Linked DNA regions of Mus musculus: region 1 is linked to region 2. A link is a contact called in public promoter capture Hi-C data. All regions are on one chromosome and are shown on one strand. Each heading gives the region's core, a stretch centred on a gene start, on an enhancer-like site or on the middle of the called end of the contact. The rest is flanking DNA. Distances are from core to core; before and after follow the strand shown.

Region 1 (5,888 bases), core at 713-3,212, 2.3 Mb after region 2:
CCCTGTCCTGCTGGTCAGGATGCCGGGGTCAGAACGTCAGGGGTTAAATATTTACTCATTTACCAGGTTGCTCTGTGTGTGTGTGTGTGTGTTCCCCTGCTCTGTAGACTTTCTCTAGCTTCCAGATCCTCCCCTCTCGCTGGCATGAACTGAAGAATCATGGCTCCCTACTTATTTTCTGAGGTCTAGAAAGGCCAGGTGGTTGATGGGAAGATAATATAATTCAGGAAGTGGGGCTCTGCTCTCTAGCCATAAAGTCCAACACAAGAAGTCTTGGGCATCTCCATGCCAGAGGTGACAGGAAGTGGCTTGAAGACTGACATCGTTGTAGCTTGGGCAGGGCTCTCTGTAGGAGAAGGTCTTTAGGTGCTAAAGAGGGATTTGTTCTCTCTCCCGCTGCTGCCCTGTCCATGTATAGTGCTGGACATTGCCCGCAGGGAGGCAGGCAGCCTTTTATATAGAAGACCTGACCTGTCGTCATGGCAACTTGTAGGGACTCTTGTTACCTAGCCCGCTTGTTCCTAAGGCTTGTCTGCTGAGGGCTCTCATAGCTACTCTGTCCCGTGTCATTCCAAGTATCTTTTTCTTTAGCTCTAAGGTCAGATGGCTAGGTCTACAGAGCCAGAAACCAGGCCCGTCTGTCCCCTTTATATAGATGTAGTGACAGTGGCTGTGGCTCAATAGAGATGTATACCGTTCCCAAACAAAATTGGACTCTTCCTGACCTCCCTCCTTTCCCTATCTGGGGCCTTGGGCCAGCCTGACCCAAATCCAACAAGGCCTAAAGGCTGGATTTTGCCTCCAGGAGACTGAGTTCCATGGTTCCTCTGGTCAGGGCTATGTTTCTCAAGCCTGCTTGTAACCTCATAGCCAGCTGCCCTCACTGTACACACAGGTACCTTTGCTAAGTTTCTTGTCACAGTAGTTAGTGTTTGCTCTTTTAATAGTTTTGGTTTTTGGAGACCAAGTCTTTGTAGCCCACGCAGGTCTGGAACTCCTTAGCATGGCAATCTGCTGGGATTATAGATAGGAGTGCCACACCTCACTTGGTTTTGGTGTTTGTTTTGCAGCAGGACCTGGTGGAAGGCCTGTTAGCCTCCCCTCCCCCCTTCCCTTTATAACCAGAACGGTAAAGTTCCCCGGTTGGTAGCAAAGAGGTGGAGGAGGATCAGGAGTTCAAAAGCATCCTTGACAACACCGCGAGTTTTTTGGCTAGATTGGGCTATGTGTGAGACCCTCTCAGAAAGTTAATTTTGGTTATTACAATCAACGTGTTTACAAATGAAGAATCAGGAGCCTGAGTTGCAAAGCTGGTGTCTGAGGCTAACAATTGAGTCCAAGAACCTGGCTTGGTGGTATGACCTCCATCAGGCCAATCCGTCTATTTGTTTGTTCCCTAGATCTGTAGGGGAAGCCCGCTGTCCACTGCACCCATTGTACCAATGTCCACAGAAACCATGAGCTATTTATTGTTAACTTGATTTTTTTCGCCGCACTACGTAGCTCCGGCTGTCCTGGAACTTACTGGATTTGAACTCACAGAGATCCTCCTGCCTCTGCATCCCAAGTAGTGTAAGATTAAAGGTGTGCGCCACTTCGCCCAGCTTTTTGTTAACTTTTTGTTACCTTAAAAAAAAAAAAAAAATATATATATATATATATATATATATATATATAAATTCAGATACCAAGTAGAGTTTTTCATTACACATTCTGGTTCCTTAATTCAAGTCTTCCCGAGGTGAGGGGCGGGAACACCTACAAAGGGAGCCCTGGCGGCCCCGCCCTCTGGAGTCCGGGAGGGGCGTCCTTCTCCTGACGTCACTACGTCGTCCGGGCGCCGAGGACTTTCCCACCGGCATACGAATGCGTGCTCTGCGCAGGCGGGAGGGCGGTGCTTCCCGTGTGTGTCACGAGTCTCGCGAGTTTTGGAGAAAGTTTCTGCCAGAGGCCGCCTTGGATGCGTGGGGTGTGGCTCCCGGCGAGGGGCGGAGCTGGAGATGGCGTCCACGGCGGCTCGGCGGCTGGCCTGGGTTGCAGTTCGACCCGGGGCTCTCTGGAGCGGGCCGAGGGGGAGGAGAGGTGGCGATGTCTACACCGTACCGGGCAGCTCAGGTCTCAGCCAGGTACCGTCGAGGTCAGTCATCGTCACTCGCAGCGGCGCCATTTTGCCCAAGCCGGTGAAAGTGAGTGTCTGTCTTGAGGCGGGACGAAGGGATTGAGGCCGGTGATTGGGGGAGTGCATGTGACCTGTCCTGATTGACAGGCGCAGAGGCCAATCATAGTATTGGCATAGACTGGGGACCGGACATAGGACTCAATTTGTGCAGCTGGGTTTTGCTGACTTTGACAGGTGGAGGAAAATGTTTCCATAAAACTCACTGTTAAGCTGGGTTCCTGGACACAGAAGCTGGAAGGCAGCAGCGAAATGTGCAATTTCTTATCTTGAGGGACATAATGACCTATTTCTTCAGGGTCAGAAGAAAGGCTTTGTGTCGATTTATACAAGTCATGCAATCTCTGCCTCAAAGGTGATGGGATAAAACAATCCTGAGAGCTGGAGAGATGGCTCAGAGCTTAGGAACTCTGCTCTTCCAGAGGACCCAGGTTTAACTCCCATCACCACAGGACAGCTACAACTATCAGTAACTTCAAGATCTGACATCTTCGCATAGTCATACACGAGGAGGCAAAATACCAATGCACATAGAATAAATTACTGAAAGAGTGGGAAGGGAATGCGGAAGTAATATACTTAGTAAAAAGGAAATGAAGGAGAACGGATAGGGGGATGTGGGAGCAGGACCTTCTGTGCTGAGGAATGTGTAGGTTTTACAGATGAAGTCAGGGCAGAGCCCTGAAGCCAGCATCCAAAGCTAGGAGTTAGGTCTTGACAACCAGAGACCACATCCTGGTTTTTCCATACTTGAACTCTTGTCACTTGCCCTCGGTACCCCAAAGGAAAAATGGGAAGTCTCTTATACCAAAGGTGTGCTTTTTGACGGCATGGCCGTATGGAGTCGAAGGGAAAACAAAAGTCTTTAGAGCAAGCCTGAGCGGTAGCAGTTGACCCCAGTCAGGGTTCCAGCGAGAAGCAAAAATGTGCAGCTGCTGTATAAAAAGTCACAGCTAGGGGAAGCAGGAAGCTAATACCGGTGAAATCTCATTGGCATTCCTTCCGTCCATGTTGCCTTTGCGAGCTTTTAACATTAATTGTGAAGCAAGGTTGCTCAGCAGCAGGAGCCAGCTAAAAGAGAAGGAGGTGAGAGGCCCCATCAGTGCACACACCTCCTCCTAACTCGAGTTTTATTTATGTGTATGCATGTTTTGCCTGCATGTATGTCTGTGTAGCACTTAAGTGCCACATGCCCACAAATGCTAGAAGAGACTGTGCCATATTGGAGCTGGAGTTACTTGCGTGTGAGAGGCCACGTGGGTGCTGAGAACCAGGTCCTGTAGAAGTGCTGTCAGTGCTCCTCACCACTGGGCCATCCCTCCAGCCCCGGAACTCACTTTTGGGTGGAGAGAGCTGGTTAGAGCCCAGCCAGCCTAGTGTTCTCACCTAACTTTGTATGGTTCTTGCAAGGAATTAGGTTTGGCCCCTAATTTTGAGTTGCTTAGTTTCCTAAATTTAGTTTAGCTTTATGTTTTTCTTTCTGATATCCATTTTGGTGGCCATAAAACTCACTTTGTCTCTTCGTTGCTCTGAGTTTCTTCAAAGACTTTAAAAATCGAGTGGTGTGGGGATCAGTAGTCCATTGGAGGCTTGGGCGCAGCCACTGGTCTCCCGGAGTGCACCCATTCTTCTCTCTGCAGATGTCCTTTGGTCTTCTCCGAGTGTTCTCCATTGTGATCCCCTTTCTCTATGTCGGGACACTCATCAGCAAGAACTTCGCTGCTCTGCTTGAGGAACATGACATTTTTGTCCCAGAGGATGACGACGACGACGATTAACAGGTAATCCTTGCCCTTCTTGTAAATGGGCAGAAGCAGCAGGCGGATGATCTGCTCTGTGGTGCTCTGGCCTGCGGCACCATCTGAACCCTCAGGGCAGGAGCAGCAGTGGGTTCACCACTCGAGACTTACTCTCTCTCATGTTGGATGACTTACACTCCCACTAGGTTAAGGTCCTCAGTGGCCTTCTCATTGTCCTTGATGGACTTCAGTCAACTGACATTCTCTTAATGTGCTTTTTATTTCATGAAGTCATGCAATCTCTGCCTCAGAGATGGAGGGATAAAACAGCAAATGATGGAGGAGAGGAAAGGGAATGCAGAAGATACCAGTAAGGAGATGGGCAAAGGGTGATCCAGGAAGGCATACCACAGGAACTCTCACTTCCTACTTTACATTGTTAAAGCTGCTTTGTATGGTTTCTCCTCCTCCCCCGCTGTTTCTTGAGTTACCCACATCCTTACCCATCTCCAAGTATTGGCCCATCCTCCTTCCACCGTGTAATCCTGTCATCTTCCTTTACCCTATTTGGAAGTGACTGCTGCTAAAGCCTGGTGTGGGATCTTGAGCTTTTGTGATCCCAGCACTGCAGAAGTAGAGGCACAGCTCAGGGGTTAACAGGAGAACTTATCTCAGAAAACAGAAATGCCCCAGGCCTGGTGGCACACAGCAGTAATCCCAGCACCGGGGAGGTGGAGGCAGGAACACCAGAACTTCAAGATCCTCCTTGGCTACAGTGGGCTTGAGACTACTCTGGGCTGTGCGAGGCTGTCTTACAAGTGACTGATGCACGCCTTTCTTACAGGGCACAGGGAGCACAGGAGAAAGCACTGATGATGTGGTGGCATGCTCAGCTCCCTCCCGTCGGCAGAAGGGTCAAGGAAAGCCCTCAGCCTCACCTCCTCATGGTTTGTGACAAGAGCCCAGAGTCCTGTGCTTTGGGAGGCTCCCTCACGGCTGTCCACAGAGTACTGGAAATAACAAGCAAGCAAATTAGGAGTGTATAATAAATGAGTCATGTATGATGAGAGGTCGTCCCCATTTCTCACTCCCAGCAGGCTTGGTTGCACTTTATTGTCTCTTCCGTGTCCAAGAAGCACCTGGTGTAGAGCCAGGACATCCAGGCTATTGTACAACCACAGAGGCAATTGAGGAGGACTGAGATCTTTCCTTTAAAATGATTAACTATGTATCTGTTTTCAGGTGCTCTAGGAGGCAGCATTCCCCCTAAAGCTGGAGTTAAAGGTTATTATGAATCCCTTGATGTGGGTGCTGGGAACTAACTCTGGTCCTCTGCAAGAGCAGCAAGTGCCCTTAACCACTGAGCCATCTTTCCACACACACCCTCCTCTGACTTGAAATTTTTCTACTTTCCATAAGTTCAGGAGAAACTTGCTTCAAAGCCACTTAGGCCTGGAAGGGTTGCCATGTGCTGAACATGCAAAGCTTTGTTAACTGCTTAGCAGAATATTTGATAACACTTGGGCCCCTGGGGGGGGGGGCGGGGAGGATCCCTGGTGCTGTGGGGTCATTCAGTAATTAAACCCCAATACTGTGAGTGCCTTTCTTCAGCATTCAGGACTGTCCAGGGAAGAAGGTCGAAACAAGAACATCGGTAGTTCAAGGTCATCCCTGGCTACACAGGGAGCAGGCAGGCTATCCTTGGCTACATGAGATCCTGTTTGAACAAGAAAGTGCATTAGTAGTAGGACCAGTGTGTTGTGTTTGCACTGACTAGTGTGCTCTGCAGTGAGGAGGCAGCTAAGCTCATTTGCAGACCAGTGCTCCTAAGCAGAAGGGCTAGCCTCCGGGCAGTCAGTTCTAGTGCTGTCCCCACAGTGCTGCTCTGTTCCCTCTGATGGAAGAGCCTTGCTGCCAAGTCTTGGAAGCTATATACATAAGTACAGAGACAGTAACAAAGTTACCATTTCACA
Region 2 (5,806 bases), core at 2,170-4,669:
AACCCCACATTCCTGTCCTATTTTAAAATCAGACTGGATGGTTGTCTGCCTAAATAGTTATTTGCAGCTTCATGTGTCACTATGTGGCCAGAGGTTGCCATGTGTTTATTGGTTTGAGGCAGATATGTACTCTAGGGAGCCCAATTTGTCCTTCATGGCCACCTGGCATTAAGGGTGAGGTCAACTGACTGGGTCCACATATTTGAGGTGTTACTCCTTTTCTTAGCTCATTCTCTAAAAGCTGGTCAACTTGACCAGCTGACTGCTGTTCCCAGAAGGCAGGCAGGCAAGGAAACGCTGCCACCGCATCACTTGGTGCTGTGTCCAGTGTACGTTCCAGGGTCTCACATTATCACCCACAAACTACAGCAAAGCTTACCTTTGTACCCTTTGCCTTTTGTCACGCCAATGACATCAATCATCTCATCCTGCCCAAACACCTGGTTCACAGGAACCTGCTGCTCCAGCCGCTCTCGGGCCCAGTCGAGCTTCTCAGCCACAGTGCCTCCATTCACCTGGATCTCCATCAAGTGTGCCTTCTTCTGGCGTAGAGGAAGCAGACGCATCTAAAAGAAGCAGATGAAGCTTATATCAGGCTGGTGGCAAATGGACTAGAAAGTAAATCACCAGAAGCTCAAAGCCAATAGACCTGACTTTGCCAGTGGTTGGTGGACTCATGCATGAGCTACTAAATGGTTCCTAACTAGCAATGTGTTTAGAAAACAGAATACTTGGCCCAATCTCACACCATCATTTCAGATTAGTCAGATAGAGCACAGTAAGACCATCTAGAGAAGCAAGCCTCAGTGTCACAGTGCCCTCTGCTGGTTGATTTAAGACACCAGAAATGTCTCTAATCCCCTCGGATCACAAAATGCCTGCAAAATGCCCCAAACCTTAGGTGCTTACCTGAGTGTGGGCAATGATGCGGATGACCTGGCAGTACTTCTTCATGCTGTTGAAGTCCTTCTCCAGCTGCTTCTTGCCTGTGTCATCCTGCCATTTCTTACAGTACTTGGTGAAAGCCTTCTTCTTAGACTTGTGCCTTCAGGAGCAGAGCACAGTTGGGGGAGGGGCCCGGTGCAGGCCTTCATCACCCTTGCAACAGGTGAGAGGAAGGCAGACTGGCACCATTTGGGGATGGGGCTCATTGCCGGCTTCTAAGGAGCCTTTTCCACCGGCAAGCGGAGCCTGGATGAAGCTCATCGGGCAGAGCCGAGCGGAGCTGAGCAGAGGTCCACAGGTTAATATAAGCCACAAATATACACAACACACAACTCTTGCTCCAGGGCACCAGAACATCCCTTTATCTGGGGGCACATCTCATAGTAGTGGAAGTCAGGGGCTCAGGCCAGAGGCAGGGGACCTATCTAGTACAGACAAGGCCAGCATCCAAGCCTCAAAGGATTACCTCACACTAAGGCCCAGATGCAGGATGTCTTGTTTTCCAGCTTCCCTGCCACTTCAGTGTCAAAGCAACTCTAACACTTCTGCTAACCAGGACTGACCAGCACCCTCAAGGGTTAACAGTCAGCTTTTGGTTCAAAAAACCTTTGATCCAACTTCCTTCACTTTACATCCCAGCTCAGAGTGTCCCTTACTTCTAAGGGAACCCAAGAGCCTCTTACCAGTTCTTATAGAAGCGCCTTTTACACTCATCGCTGATGTGCTCAGCAAATACAGTCTTGAAGGTCCGGAGGCCTCGTGGGGTCTCAACATATCCCACAATGCCCACAACCACCATTGGGGGAGTTTCCACAATGGTCACAGCCTCCACGACTTCTTTCTTGTTCACCTCTGTGAAGACAAACAGGCATAAGCTTCAGTGGGAGCACAAATACCCCAGCACATACAAGCATCCATTTAGACAGAATGGCTGTCTCCGCATCAGAATACTGGGCCTTCCAGGACTGCTCTTCAGAACTGCGGGCTCTCCAACTGCAGCTTTTAACAATTGAGCCAAAGTTTCTAACCTCCACTTACTTTGCAAGGCTGCTAACAGGCACCATGCCAGGTGGTGACTATCACCACTGAAGTAGCAAAATGCCATGTGCTATCTAGACTGTCTCAAAGAGGAGCTTTATCACTAGTCTGGTTTCATGTCCAGAATACACTTGTTAAATGTGTCTACCTTTTCAGAGTACCTAGGGTTGATAACAGGCACTGGCATGGAAACAACCAACTACCCCAACAGGACTCTGCACAGGAATCTGTGTTAAATTTCGCTAGGCCAAAACACTTCTAGGCTCCCTTAGTGTGGGCACTACCACACTAAGTCAGGCTTTGTTCTAGACTTACCACAAAGCACCCCAGGATGAAGCTATTGTGCTCCTTTGGGAATTTACTGTAACTACAGGCAAAATTACACACAGCCCAAGTTGGACAAGGAAGTACTGTACATACTAGATCCTGGCCTGTCAACTTCCCGGACGATGTGGGTCATGCCAGCCTTGTAACCCAGAAAGGCTGTGAGGTGAACGGGCTTGGAAGCGTCATCCTTAGGGAAGCTCTTCACTTTCCCACGATGCCGGCTGCTGCGCTTGCGAGGCAGGAAGCCCAAGGACCCATGCCTGGGAGCTGAGAATTTCCTGTGAGACTGAGGTAAAGGGAGAGATCACAACATTGCTCTCAGTCTTCCAATCAAGCCCAAAGGAGGGTTCCACATTTAAAGGAATTGTATCAGAGGACAGACTGCAATAAGACTTCAGCTTAATGCTTTTAGTTTCCATGCCTTTCAAACACAAAACAGCTTAGTTATACTAAAACCTCGATGGGTGAACTTTCAAGAGTATCCCATGTGACTAAATGGCAACATGGCGTATCAAGATGGAGTCTAATGCAAGTCGGCCTCAAACACTCCCTCCTAAAGCCAAATCAGAACTTGACATTCAGCACAGAGTTTCTGTCCGCCCGTCAAAAGGTTCATCATTTGTGGCTTCTGAGAACTCTAGAGATGCACCTTCCACTCTTATAACATTCCAAAATGGAGACCCGACCCGATTTGCCAAATTTCTCCACTTAACCAATGCATTCCTAAAGACCTGGGCCATCCCTACCAGACTGACCACTACCCTCGAATTAAGCACAAAACAGCCCATTCCATAAGTCCCTTAGGATTACGCTGATATCAAATGGGTCGCACACAGGCCCAGGCCGGTCCCACACACATCCTCCGTAAGGCCGTTAAGGTCCCTGAATTTCCGGACGGTCGCGGCCCTCACATCGATCCCCTATTACATCCTTTCAGGATTGGCGAGCCAGGGATGGCGCCGATGGGAGGTGAATACAAGCCAGGCCCACAGGAGACCAAGTTAGAAGGCAGCATGGCCATACGTACCATCTCGCCGCCACACGCCGCAGATAGAGAGCGACCAGGAGCCAGTGCAGGCTATATAAAGCCAAGTGATGGCTCCGCCCCCTGAGCGTGCGAACGTGTTGACGCATAGGCGTCGGGTCGAAGGGCGCGCATCGAATGTCATTTTACACACATTTTTCCCGCCCACTAGGATTGACAAATAGGGTCTACGGAGAATGATTGGGTTCAAGCTTAGCGAAACGCCTCGTCGACGCTGAGGTTTAGAATGTAAAGAACTACGGCGTTCTGCAGCAGCCAAATTTCATGATAATGAAGAAAAATGGAGGCATTGTGCTTCCTCTCACTTCTAGAACGGAATCACACAGGGCTAGTCCCACACAGCAACGAAAACAACGGCGTTGAAGCAGGCTTAGTGTGAGACAACTGACTGCGTTGTTCTCGTGAGCTCTTAAGATAGACTGAATGAAACTGCTCTTTTACCTAACCAGTGATTTTGATGTGATCACCAACATTGCTCTCAGTCTTCCAATCAAGCCATGCCTTTAATGCGCCATGATTTCGGGCACATCTCCCTCAAGTCCTGTCTCTGCCAATTCAGTCTCCAGATGTCATGTCCCGTTCATATTTTGTTCTTAATTTCAGATTTACAAATGTGTGAGGTTCCCCCCCCCCCGTGTGTACGAATGTGCGCCACGGGCGTGCGTGACATTTTCAGAAGTCAAACCGGGCTGGAGAGATGGCTCAGCAGTTAAGAACACCAACTGCACTTCCAGAGGTCCTGAGTTAAATTCCCAGTGACCACATGGTGGCTCATAGCCACCTGTACTGGGATTCGATGCCCTCTTCTGATGTGTCTGGAGACAGCGACAGTGTACTCATATACATAAAATAAAAATAAATCTTTAAAAAAAAATAAGGGCTTGAGAGATAGCTCAATGGTTAAGAGCACTGACTGTTCTTCCAGATATTCTGAGTTCAATTCCCAGCAACGATATTGTGGCCTATAACCATCTGTAATGGGATCAGGTGACCTCTATACTCATATATACACTAAATAAATAAATCTAAAAAAAAAAAAAAAAAAAGTCAAAATAGTGTCAGATCCCCCTGGACCGTTGTTAATGCTGTGAACTAGACCTGGGTCCCGTGGGATGACAAGTTTTCTTAACTTCTGAACCATCTCTCCAGATCAAGATTCTTAATGAATTTATTTTTCGAACAGCAACATAGGTTTATTAAAATTTAAAAAATAATTTCTGAAAGTGGAGGAGCGCCACTTAAGAATATCTTAAATAAGCTCTTTTTAATTTTATATTTATGAGTGCTTTCCTCATTTATGCACGTGCACCACATATGTGCAGTACCGGGGAGATTTGAAGAGAGTATGGAACCCTCTGGAACTGGAGTTACAGATGGTTGTTGTGCTGGGAACCAAACCTTGGTCCTCTGCAAGAGCCCTTAATTCCTAAGACGTCCCTCCAGTCCCAAAAGAAGAATTATTTTTTCTTCCTTTTTTTTTTTTTTTTTTTTTTTTTTAGACAGGGTTTTTCTGTGAAGCCTTGGCTGTCCTGGAACTCACTCTGTAGACCAGGCTCCAGGCTGCCCTCGAACTCAGAGATCTGCCTGCCTCTGCGTCCCAAGTGCTGGGATTAAAGGCGTGCGCCACCACCGTCCTGGCTTTCTTTTCTTTTCTTTTCTTTTTTTTTAAGATTTATTTCTTTTTTATTTAGGTGTGAACACTGTCACTGTCTTCAGACACACCAGAACAGGGCATTGGATTTCATTACAGATGGTTGTGAGCCACCATGTGGTTGCTGAAAATTGAACTCAGGACCTCTGGAAGAGCAGTCAATGCTCTTAACCACTGAGCCACCTCTCCAGCCCTTCTTTCCTTCCCTCTTTCTTTTTTTTTTTTTAATTTATCTATTTTTATTTTATGTGCATCAGTATTTTGTCTGCACATATGTCTGTGTGAGGCTGTCAGAGCTTGGAGTTACAGACAGTTGTAAGCTGCCATGTGTAAGATTTTGAGTAGGAGCCGGGCATGGTGGCACACACCTTTAGTCCCAGCACTTGGGAGGCACAGGTGAATTTTGAGACCAGCCTTGTCTACAAAATGAGTTCCAGGACAGCCAGGGCTACACAGAGAAACCCTGTCTTGAAAAACCAAGAAACAAACAAACACAACAACAACAAAAAGTAACACCAGCCTTTTGGGAATCAGGTTTTGATCTTTGATCCTGTTCTCTGTCCACAAATACTTCCTGGCCATGTGGCAGTTCTCAAGCTCTTTGGTTCTGTCCTGTCTTCAAGGCAGCCTCCTTTAACAATTTAGAATAAGGACAGGTAAGTTGGTGCAATTTTGGTAAGAGAGGCTGCAGGGTCAGTGGATCAAAGGTATCCTTGATTACTACATGAGACTAGGGAAAACTCATAAACTGATTCTAAAATATATTTAGAAAAAATCAAGTCGGGGCTGGAGAGATGGCT

The links. Promoter capture Hi-C pulls out the DNA fragments that hold promoters and counts their contacts.
Region 1: a promoter capture Hi-C map of erythroid cells shows a contact between it and region 2, with 9 times the contacts expected there. The contact joins the promoter of Smdt1 here to the promoter of Rpl3 in region 2. A contact is called at or near these places in 1 of 39 promoter capture datasets (erythroid cells) and 1 of 484 Hi-C or Micro-C datasets (B cells).

Annotation. Positions count from the first base shown.
Region 1 is chr15:82,344,084-82,349,971 of GRCm38.p6, forward strand. Smdt1 (single-pass membrane protein with aspartate rich tail 1) reads left to right here and starts at 1,963. Exons shown (of 3, transcript NM_026914.1): 1 at 1,963-2,186; 2 at 3,817-3,957; 3 at 4,760-4,979. The coding sequence starts at 2,001. The coding sequence ends at 3,954. It overlaps Pheta2 (PH domain containing endocytic trafficking adaptor 2), which reads left to right. Exons shown (of 2, transcript NM_177391.4): 2 at 1-1,627.
Region 2 is chr15:80,079,987-80,085,792 of GRCm38.p6, forward strand. It overlaps Rpl3 (ribosomal protein L3), which reads right to left and starts at 3,420. Exons shown (of 10, transcript NM_013762.2): 1 at 3,338-3,420; 2 at 2,404-2,596; 3 at 1,629-1,797; 4 at 910-1,045; 5 at 380-566. The coding sequence starts at 3,340. It overlaps Snord43 (small nucleolar RNA, C/D box 43), which reads right to left and starts at 2,920; the gene lies at 2,873-2,920. LOC115488570 (a small nucleolar RNA gene) reads right to left here and starts at 1,100; the gene lies at 1,046-1,100.